Linked DNA regions of Oryctolagus cuniculus: all the other regions are linked to region 3. Evidence: chromatin contacts called from public Hi-C data. All regions are on one chromosome and are shown on one strand. Each heading gives the region's core, a stretch centred on a gene start, on an enhancer-like site or on the middle of the called end of the contact. The rest is flanking DNA. Distances are from core to core; before and after follow the strand shown.

What was found. A called contact is a pair of places that touch in the nucleus more often than the background predicts.
Region 1: a Hi-C map of an unstated tissue shows a contact between it and region 3, with 3 times the contacts expected there. The contact joins two enhancer-like sites. A contact is called at or near these places in 2 of 6 Hi-C or Micro-C datasets (embryonic fibroblasts and an unstated tissue).
Region 2: a Hi-C map of an unstated tissue shows a contact between it and region 3, with 9 times the contacts expected there. The contact joins two enhancer-like sites. A contact is called at or near these places in 2 of 6 Hi-C or Micro-C datasets (ear pinna and an unstated tissue).

The regions. Positions count from the first base shown.
Region 1 is chr14:38,831,558-38,834,573 of mOryCun1.1, forward strand. The region is part of intron 2 of MAP1B (microtubule associated protein 1B); the gene reads right to left. Among named protein-coding and RNA genes, the nearest start is that of MAP1B, 33 kb to the right of the region's middle. Within about 2 kb of position 1,379, at least 3 of the 8 cell types and tissues checked have an H3K27ac peak or open chromatin away from gene starts, as enhancers often do.
Region 2 is chr14:38,697,824-38,700,981 of mOryCun1.1, forward strand. All of the region lies in intron 4 of MRPS27 (mitochondrial ribosomal protein S27), which reads left to right. Among named protein-coding and RNA genes, the nearest start is that of PTCD2, 43 kb to the left of the region's middle. Within about 2 kb of position 1,383, at least 1 of the 8 cell types and tissues checked has an H3K27ac peak or open chromatin away from gene starts, as enhancers often do.
Region 3 is chr14:39,195,280-39,198,439 of mOryCun1.1, forward strand. LOC103352322 (a long non-coding RNA gene) reads right to left here. Exons shown (of 4, transcript XR_001795690.3): 4 at 1,206-3,160. Among named protein-coding and RNA genes, the nearest start is that of CARTPT, 96 kb to the right of the region's middle. Within about 2 kb of position 1,517, at least 1 of the 8 cell types and tissues checked has an H3K27ac peak or open chromatin away from gene starts, as enhancers often do.

The DNA of each region.
Region 1 (3,016 bases), core at 129-2,628, 360 kb before region 3:
TCCTGGCTCCTAGCTTCAGATCAGCGCAGCTCCAGTCTTTGCAGCCAATTGGGGAATGAACCATCGGATGGAAGACCTCTCTCTCTGCCTCTCCTTCTCTCTGTGTAACTCTTGACTTTCAAAGAAATAAATAAATCTTTAAAAAAAAAAAAAGTTCTCATGGGACCCATGAGTTAAGGAAGGACAAGCCTGGCCACGCCCAGCCTCTCCGGTCTGGTGACCTGATCCTGCACCCCCACTACTGCCCTGGGGTCCTCACCAGAGCCCACCACACCCTTGAATCTCCAGGAAAAGGAGCTAAATAAATCTCTTTACTTCACAACGCTCCCCAGCCTCGGGACCTTGTTAAAGTCACAGCAAACACTGATCCACAAGCCCCAGTCTCAGCACCGAGTGTCCAGAGCTCTCACTGTGGCTTCCATACAAGAGCCAGGCAACCTGGGAGCTGGCCATCAGCTATGCAATAGGGCTTGGAGAAGCTCTGTCTAGTCTTCAGATCTCTTGTCAACGCTAGGTCCTCAGCCCTTCCCATCGGAAGTCAGAAGTAGAAAAGAACAGCCATGGACGGGAACCCGTGGAGACCAGCGTCCAGAGAAAAGTGACCGCGGACAGCTCTGCTTCAAGTCTACACCACGCGCCGGGGTCGCGCGACCCTCTTCTTTTTCTTTTTTTTTTTTTTTAAATTTTTGACAGGCAGAGTGGACAGTGAGAGAGAGAGACAGAGAGAAAGGTCTTCCTTTGCCGTTGGTTCACCCTCCAATGGCCGCCGCTGCAGCCGGCGCACCGTGCTGATCCGATGGCAGGAGCCAGGATCCAGGTGCTTTTCCTGGTCTCCCATGGGGTGCAGGGCCCAAGCACTTGGGCCATCCTCCACTGCACTCCCTGGCCATAGCAGAGAGCTGGCCTGGAAGAGGGGCAACCGGGACAGAATCCGGTGCCCCAATCGGGACTAGAACCCGGTGTGCCGGCGCCGCAAGGTGGAGGATTAGCCTGTTGAGCCACGGCGCCGGCCGACCCTCTTCTTTTTCACCGATGCTTACAGGACCACTTGGGGAATGCCAGCAGGCTGGTTCCAGGCCACCCTGCCCCGACCCCGCCCTACGGAAACAGGCAGATGCCGCAGCGCAGGTGCAGACCCGCCCCACGGCCCCCAGCCCACTGCCCAGTCCTCGGCGGCGGCGGCATGCAGTAGGCAGCGTCCAGAAATCTAGCCGGCCGGGGAGCCTCTCTCACTCCCTGTGACTCAGGCTTTAAAAAAGCTCCAGCCTGGGCCACCTCGGCTCTCTGGCTGGTGGGTGGCCGGGTCCACAGCCTGTCCCCTACTGGCTCCTGAAGCCAGGCACCACGCCAAGTGGGGAGGGCTCCACGGCCTCCCCTGCTCTGCCCTGTCAGCATTTGAGGATTGAGGGTTGGGGACTGTAATCCAGAAATAATTCAGACCACCCCTTGGTAGAAAGTCGAGGCAGCCTATCTGCAGAGCCGGGCTGGGGCGTGGTCCTGGGCCCAGGCGGGTGAGGCGCGCGCGGGGGTGGGGTGTGTGTGTGTGTGTGGAGGGGGACCCGCTTGGCCTTCCTGCTGCTCGTAACACGATCGCACTGCCTTCGGCTTTTCTTCTTTCTTTTTTTAAACCATGGTCCTCTTACAAACCAAACAGAAAATAGACTCAGAACCTCTCCATTTAAGGCGTTTCCAGACTGATTCACCCCTGCTTTGCACGCCACTCGGTCAAGAGATCCTTCGCCAGCCCTAGGCAGCTGCGGGTGGGAGAGGTCACTCGCTGGCTGCTGCTTGGTTCCAGGACGCCCACGTGGCCCGGGGACAGGGCTGGCTGATTTCTCCCGTGTTACTGCTGTCCTGTTTCCATCACAACGAGCCTCTAGGGGCAAGGATCTATTTTCCTTTCCTTTCCCCCTGCTAAGGAATTTGTCATATTTGCAAATAATTGTAAGTCTGTAAAATCGTATCTATGATGTTGGTAAACTTGTGATATTTAATAGTTCTCAGGATAGGTAGTGGTTTGTCTCTCCATCCTGAGAGCCTCTTCAAAGCCCTCTATTCCTGCATTTGGCTTTGTTTTTAAAGATTTATTTATTTATTTCAAAGGCAGAGTTAGAGCAAGGGAGAGAGAGAGAGAGAGAGAGAGAGAGAGAGAGAGAGAGAGAGAGAGAGAGAGTTCCATCTGCTGGTTCAACTCCCCAAAAGGCAGCAATGGCTGGGGCTGGGCTAGACCAAAGCCAGGAGCCCGGAACTTCATCCAGGTCTCCCACGTAGGCAGGGGCCCAAGCATCTGGGCCATCTTCAGCTGCTTTCCCAGGCCATAAGCAGGAAGCTGGGTCAGAAATGGAGTAGCCGGGTCTTGAACCGGCACCCATAGGAGATGCCAGCAGTGGCTTAACCTGGCACACTGGCCTCTAGAGTCTCAACTTTGAAACGATCTTTATCACTGGTAGGATGAAATTAGCCTGGTGATAAACACAAACTCAAATTTTTATAAAAGGAAAAAAATCCTGAAAAAGGACACACGAGGTGGTTGTTGGTATTCTGTGGCAGGGTGCCGTCTTCCTTTGGTGACCTCCAAGAGAGAATGAAACTGCCTGGCTCACTGTCGATCGCAGTCCTTTCCAAGGACTTACATCATGGTCATTTCTTCTTCAGACACGACTCCGGAGCAGATGACTTCACACCCGTCTGCTCCAAGGGTGCGGTCCGGAGGGGGCCCAGCCTTCAGCGGCGATGGCCAGACGCTCCCAGAGATGCACACCTCGCCCCACGGGGCCAGAAACCACAGCCAGAAAAGAAAGCTCAGAATGCAGAGTGCCTGGAGACATGCCCATGGCCAAGGACAAACACGGATGTGCAGAACGGCCCGCACAAGACCCCCGACCTCTGAGGTCCACATCCCATGCGATGCACTTTGATTCCAAGTTAGCACAGAGGCACCGACTGAGCCCACAGCTTTCCAGAGCTGGAGGGCTCAGAGGAGTAAATGGTTTTTTCTTCTGACTGTTTTATGCAT
Region 2 (3,158 bases), core at 133-2,632, 500 kb before region 3:
GGCCTGGCAGCGGCTGGGAAATTCTAGATGAGGTGACCTCTAAGTGCTGGCAGCTTTCAGCATCTGCCACGGGGAGGCCTGGATGGACCAAGTGATTTCTGTAGAGGTCCAAGCCGTGGCAGCTGCGGGGGAAGATCTGCGTTCTAGACCACGGTCTCTGTGCCAGTCCACTTTTTAAAAGGCAGTCTTAGTAATCAGAAGATACTCAATAAATACGTGAATACCGCATAACAAAATAGCATAGGATTAAATAAACCCAGAGAAAAGTTGACATGTAGGGATTCAAGAATAAACCTGCATTATCTTGGGAAAATGCACTCGAAAGACCATGAAGAGTCAGAATGGAAGGAAAGTAGTGACTTGGATCTTGGGACCAGCTCCATCCCTGCTTTGATCTCTAGTTGGAGCCAGTTGCGCTGACTCTGGACGTCAGCTTCCTAGGCGAGTTAATGATTTTGGATGCCTCCCAACCCACTTTCCACATCTAAAACTCAGTTTCTCAGTCTCACTGAGATGACAGCTGGGCATCATCACCAGGAGCCTCGGACTTGGAAAGCCTGACGGTCTCCTCTTTGTTTCTTTCTTTGTGAACTTTCTTCACTTAAACCAGGGGTGGGCAACTTTGTTTCTTCCAAGGACCATCTCGGTATTTATAACACCATTCTCAAGCCATGAAAATTATCAACTTAAACATTAGCCAGGGCTGACATTGTGGGTGGAGGTTTAAGCCACAGCCTGCGATGCGGCATTCGATATAGACACTGGTTTGAGTCCCAGCTACTCCACTCTGATCAAGTTCTCTGCAATGCACCTGGAAAAGCAGTGGAAGATGGCCCAAAAACTTGGGACCCTGCAACCATATGGGAGACCCAGATGAAGCTGGTTCATCTTCATCTTGGCTTGGCTGCTGCTGTTATTTGGGGAGTGAACCAGTGGATGGAAGATGTCTCTATTTCTGTGTCTTTCTCTCTTTCTCTATGTATTCCCTCCCCCCTCAGTCCCTTTTCCTTCTGTCTTTGTACCTTTGCCTTTCAAATAAATCTTTTTAAAAAGATTAACCTGCTGTAGATTTATTGAATTTCAAGTCCTGCCCGGGACTGCCTTGGCAGAGCCAGGCCAAATAATTTTGCTGACTTTATGTGGCCCATGGACCAGGCATTCATCACCCCTGAAAAACAGTGAAAGTGAAGTTTTGCTCACCTTAACCATGAATATCAAAAGGAAAACTAAGAGATGTAAAATTAAACAGAAAGGGCAGGGGATGCATTAGTTTCTTGCAGGCTTCATTTACTGTCTGATTTGTAAATACCTTCAGTAAATTTTGTGGAATGGGAAATTGGGTACTCACGTTTTCCAAGGAAAACACACAACATTTCTCTGAGAGGCCCATAAAGCACATGTTTATGATGTCTTGCATATACATATGATTAAAAGGAGAGGGCTAAGGTAAATCTTAACAGCTTCAGAATCCTGGTGAATTAAACCTAAAAGACTCCTAAAATATGACGATTGTATCCCTCCCCCCAAAACAATTATGTCCCAAGTTGTTTTTCCACAGTATAAAATTCTTTGAACAAAAACATCTTTCTACTGGCATTTTCATAATTGTGGAGTCATAACCGAGGTGTAGGAATTAACAGCTGTCGGGCAGAGAGAAAGGCATAACAAACATATAACCTTAATGTGTATTGTATGAACCCTACGTTAGTAGTGTTTTGTACGTGTGGCAGTTTGCAGATAATTAAGAGATCTTTTCAGTAGCTGGCCTGATATTTAAGGGGGAGCTAAGACGATAAACAGAAGAGTCAAGGAGAGATTTGTGGGAGCAGAAGTCTCGCTTGATTGCATCATGATTGTTGTGGCCAAAAGCAGATTCCTGAGTATTTCCAGATGCTGAGTGTCTGGACACTTGAGGAGCTACAAATATTTGATGAGAATTTTCTTTAGTAGTCTTGGCTGCTATCATTTTTGTAGTAGATTTCCACTGATGTTTATTTTGACCTGACAGATTTTATACTTGGCAGTCTATTCTGTTCTTCCTAATAACAAAGCTGATTTTAAGACAGTTGATATCAGCATTTCATAGCTAGTTACAGGCCATGCAGGGACTTATAACCACGTCTTCCAACTCCAGGCCACTTCAGCACGTGAACAGGGCATTTCTTAAGCACTGGCCATTGCACAGGTCAATAACGGACACTACTGAGGGCTGAAACTGAAATTGGTCATTAATCTTCATTGCTAAAGATCCTGGCAGTTTTTATGGGAAGAACTCAGGTATTGCTTGTTGAAATGGAAACTCCAGGGATCTCATGCGTCTAGATTGTCCTGGTCCTTTATTTGCTAACTTAATTAATAGCGGCTGTGAACAGTCTGTGTGGCACACCGACACAGTGTTGTTGGACTCCAGCTGGCCAGGACTCTGCTGTTCTGTGACTATGCCCTGTACTTATCTTTGCCATGGTCTTCCTTCCCCATCTCCAATAGAGTACAACCTATATTTTAAGATTTGTCCCAAATTCTGCTTCATCAGTAAATGTACTCTGAATTTTTTTTTACTCCCTCTGAATCTTCTGTAAAATTTAATTTTAGCTGTTTGGAGGTGTTTGCTTAGCTTGTGTTGTCTTTTGACTAATCCAAAGGATGTGCTTCTTATTTTCCCCTACTTGAGAAGCAGTATATTATAGGTCCAGGAGTGGACTCTGGAGACAGTGTGCCTGGATTTGAGTCCTGGACTGACTATTAGCCATGTGATTTACTTGCTTCCCGCCTAGGTGCTGAGTTTGAGTCCCAGCTGTGCTCATGATTCCAGCTTCCTGCTAATGCATGCCCAGGTGGGTGGCTCATATAGTTGAGTTCCTGCCCCCCAAGTTGAGTTCTTGGCTCCCTGCTTCTTCCTGGCTCAGCTCCAGCTGTTGCAGGCATTTGGGAAGTGAACCAGCCAGTGGGAGCACTTGTACATGCTCTCTCTGCCTCTCCCATTAAAAAATTAATTAATAAAGCATAAATTCTGAAGCTATTAGAACAGGCTTAAGACAGAGAAGGTCAGCGCTCAGTAAGTTTGACCTTTAATATTGGCATGACTGTATTATAACATCTTAAGGACTCTTTTTTTTTTTTTTCCCCTTCCCATTCTTCTCTCTTTAGGAAAAATATTT
Region 3 (3,160 bases), core at 267-2,766:
CGCAGGGGACAGCGAGTGGCCAGGGGTCCGGGGGTCATGTGCAGAACGTGGTGCGGGGAGGCGAGCAAAGCCAGGGGGCCTCCCAAAGGGCTCCCCGGGGACGCGCACTCCTGGAAGCACAGCCAGGAAGCCGGTGTGGCCAGGTCTCCAGGAGCACACCCAGGGCCAGGAGGGAGGAGCAGCCAGGAGCCCAGGGCCCGGATGGATGGTGAGGTCAGAGAGGAAGACTTAGCTTCCCGTCTAGGGGCTGGGACTTGAGCGAGTGGGACCCTAGTGAGAAGGATCCAGGAGGGGGGGGGGGGACAGATGCCAAGCACAGCAGGCCCCTCCCCACCCCGTCCCCATTTCCCACTGGTCCAGTTACCAGTGGGCAGCCGTGGCCCCAAGCTATTACTGTTCTCCCTAGAGAGAGGCCGATTCCTACAAGTTGTATTGTAGGACATCATAATTGCTCCATTTTGTTCTCCATGCTTGCTGCTCTCCCACAACGCTTAATTCAAAAGTTACCCTTTATGTAGGCATGCAGGCATGGGTATACAGGCATAGGAGAAAATGTAGGACAAACGGGGCTCAATACTAGCAAGAGCTTCAGGCACCCACAGGGGCCTTGGAAGCACCCTCTGTGGGTGTGGGGGGAGGACTGCACCCACATGTAAGGCCTCATAGGCTCCTTTGCAGGGAAGGAGTGGTCCAATCCGGGGAGCAAGCAAGCCAGTGGAGAGAATCCATCAGACGTAGAACCCAAAGACGAAGGAGAGCCCCCGGATTTCGTGAGTGAACTGGGAAGTAGTGGTACCTCTGACCCCCTTGACTCCATCAGGGCCCTGTCACTGTCCCGCTTCTTCCTGAAGACTAATGATGCCCCATTAGTGCCACGCAAGATCCTGGCCTCCAAACACAAATCCGCCACTCGAACCTCAGCTGTGTTTCACTGCCCTGGTTATCTTTGCTACAGGTAGCAGGTGGGTGCTAAGGGTAAAGAAACCCAAGCTAACTGGCTGGTGCTTCCCCAATTTCCTAAAAGGTTGCAAAGGAAGAAGAAGAGAGAACACAGAGGCTCCAGACAGGCTGGAAGGTGGGAGGCAGACAGCGCACTGCAAGCCAGAAACACAATTAAAGACGCGTTCGACCTTAACATTCCCGGGAGTCCTGCGTTCCTATCACAGATCTACTGGCAAGAACTTACCAGCAACTTTGTCTTTTTTTACAGATTTATTTTATTTTATTTGAAAGTCAGAGTTACAAAGAAGAGAGGGCAAGTCAGAAAGAGAGAGAGGGGAAAAGAGATAGAGATCTTCCATCCACTGGTTTTTTCCCCAGATGGCCCCAAACAGCCAGGGCTAAGCCAGGCCAAAGCCAGGAGCCAGGAGATTCTTCCAGGTCTGTCATGTGAGTGGCCGGGCCCCAAACACTGGAGCTGGATCAGAAGTGGAGTAGCCAGGGCATGAACTGGCTCCCATATGGGAGGCCAGTGTCGCAGGCAGCGGCTTTACCCGTTACGCCATAATCCCAGCCCTGCGATGGCCTGTGTTACTCAGTGAGCAAACAGGACCTTCCAGCAAGCTTTGCCACATGTGTCCTGGGCATTGCCACACACCTGGCACATTCTATGATATCCCTAGGGCCAAACTCAACCGGGAAAGCAGGAGGTTGATAAAGGAACTTGGCCCAGTTAAAGCACTCTTCCCTCCAGAAGGACCCTAGGTCATTGCTAGTGTGTGGGATTGCAGGGATTGGGGCTCGGTCTTAGGGGAGGCAGCAGGCTCTTAAAAAAGGCCCTAATGCCAGCTCTGACTCCACGTTGTCCATTTTCAGAAAACACAGGGCATCTCAGATACGCTTTGGGTTGCCAGTCCGGTACTCCACGTGGGAGCCACTGCTCCACGTCAGCAGACTGTCTATGCAGGGCCCGCACAACACGGCAGCCCCATGGGCACTCCCCAAGTCGGAGCAAATCCCCTGAGTGACACACGAGACGAGGGTCATTGCTGTGACATTGTTGTAGCGAGTGAGAATCCATCCACAAAGAAGCCAGCATGTCTCCTGCTGCCTGCTTGGTAGTTCACCACATCTCCGCGTGGCTGTGTTTCGCCGAGTGCGTTTCTTTAGTATCTGACACTGCCTTGGCTCCGACCGTCGTGGATTTCAGGTGAGATGATTCCGCGGACGCGCACAGTCGCTCCCGCAGCCGGGAGAACACGTGTTTTTGGAGGGGAGGTGGAAAGTATTAGAAGAATCCATGCAGCCAGGAACCTGCCTCACCAGCGCTGTCACTGCATAATTCTATTAGCGATACTTTGAGAGACTTACTACTAAGGCTGCCCGTCCTTCCAAGCCACATGCCACGCAACGAAGGGCTTTCTGGCAGCCAGGAAGGGAAAGGACGCCACATTGAATGCTGCTGGGGCGGCTGCTGCTGCTGCAGCTGGAGAGATGAGCAGGCTGCTACCGCCACACAGTGGAGACTGTTGGAATGGCAGGCACGGAGCGTCACCTGCAGAGGCAACATAAACTACTGCCTGTTTGGTTCCTATTGCCAATTTCACCACACTCCCAGCACTTGTAATGAATCGCCAGTCCAGGATGCTCTATACAATTCCAGCTACGTTGTACAACACAAAATGCACTGAAGATAATGGTAAGTAGATAAACACAATTTCATTTTGCCACCTTGAAATTGGAATTTGGGGTGCCATACGATATCACCTTGTGGTTATTAATAAATTCCCAATATTAATAAGCACAGGTGGGTTCTTCCCTAATATTCAGAGAAGAATTCTGAATGCCGGCATAAATGAACGAGGCAGCATGATATGTTTTAAGCTTTTATTCAGTGAGAAAAATGCATAGGAGAGTGAGGGCCCCATCTATAGGATAGAAATCTGGGTTCATACCGAGTACCAGGAGCCAGCCATGTGGAGGAGCATCTAGGCCAGGAAGCTTGGGGTTGGTAGCCCAAAGGCCACGCTCAGGCTACAGGGCCACAGCAAGCCCTGTACTAGCACACATGCCCCCAGGCTTCTAATCCACTTCCAAAGGGGAGTGGTTCATTAACCTGATTGGCTGGTGGGTGCACAGGTGAGGCCAGGTAGGGGCATGAGGTCACACAGGAGCGTGGTGAAGGCGTGGTCTTCCAGCTCACAGACCTAACCAATTTTAA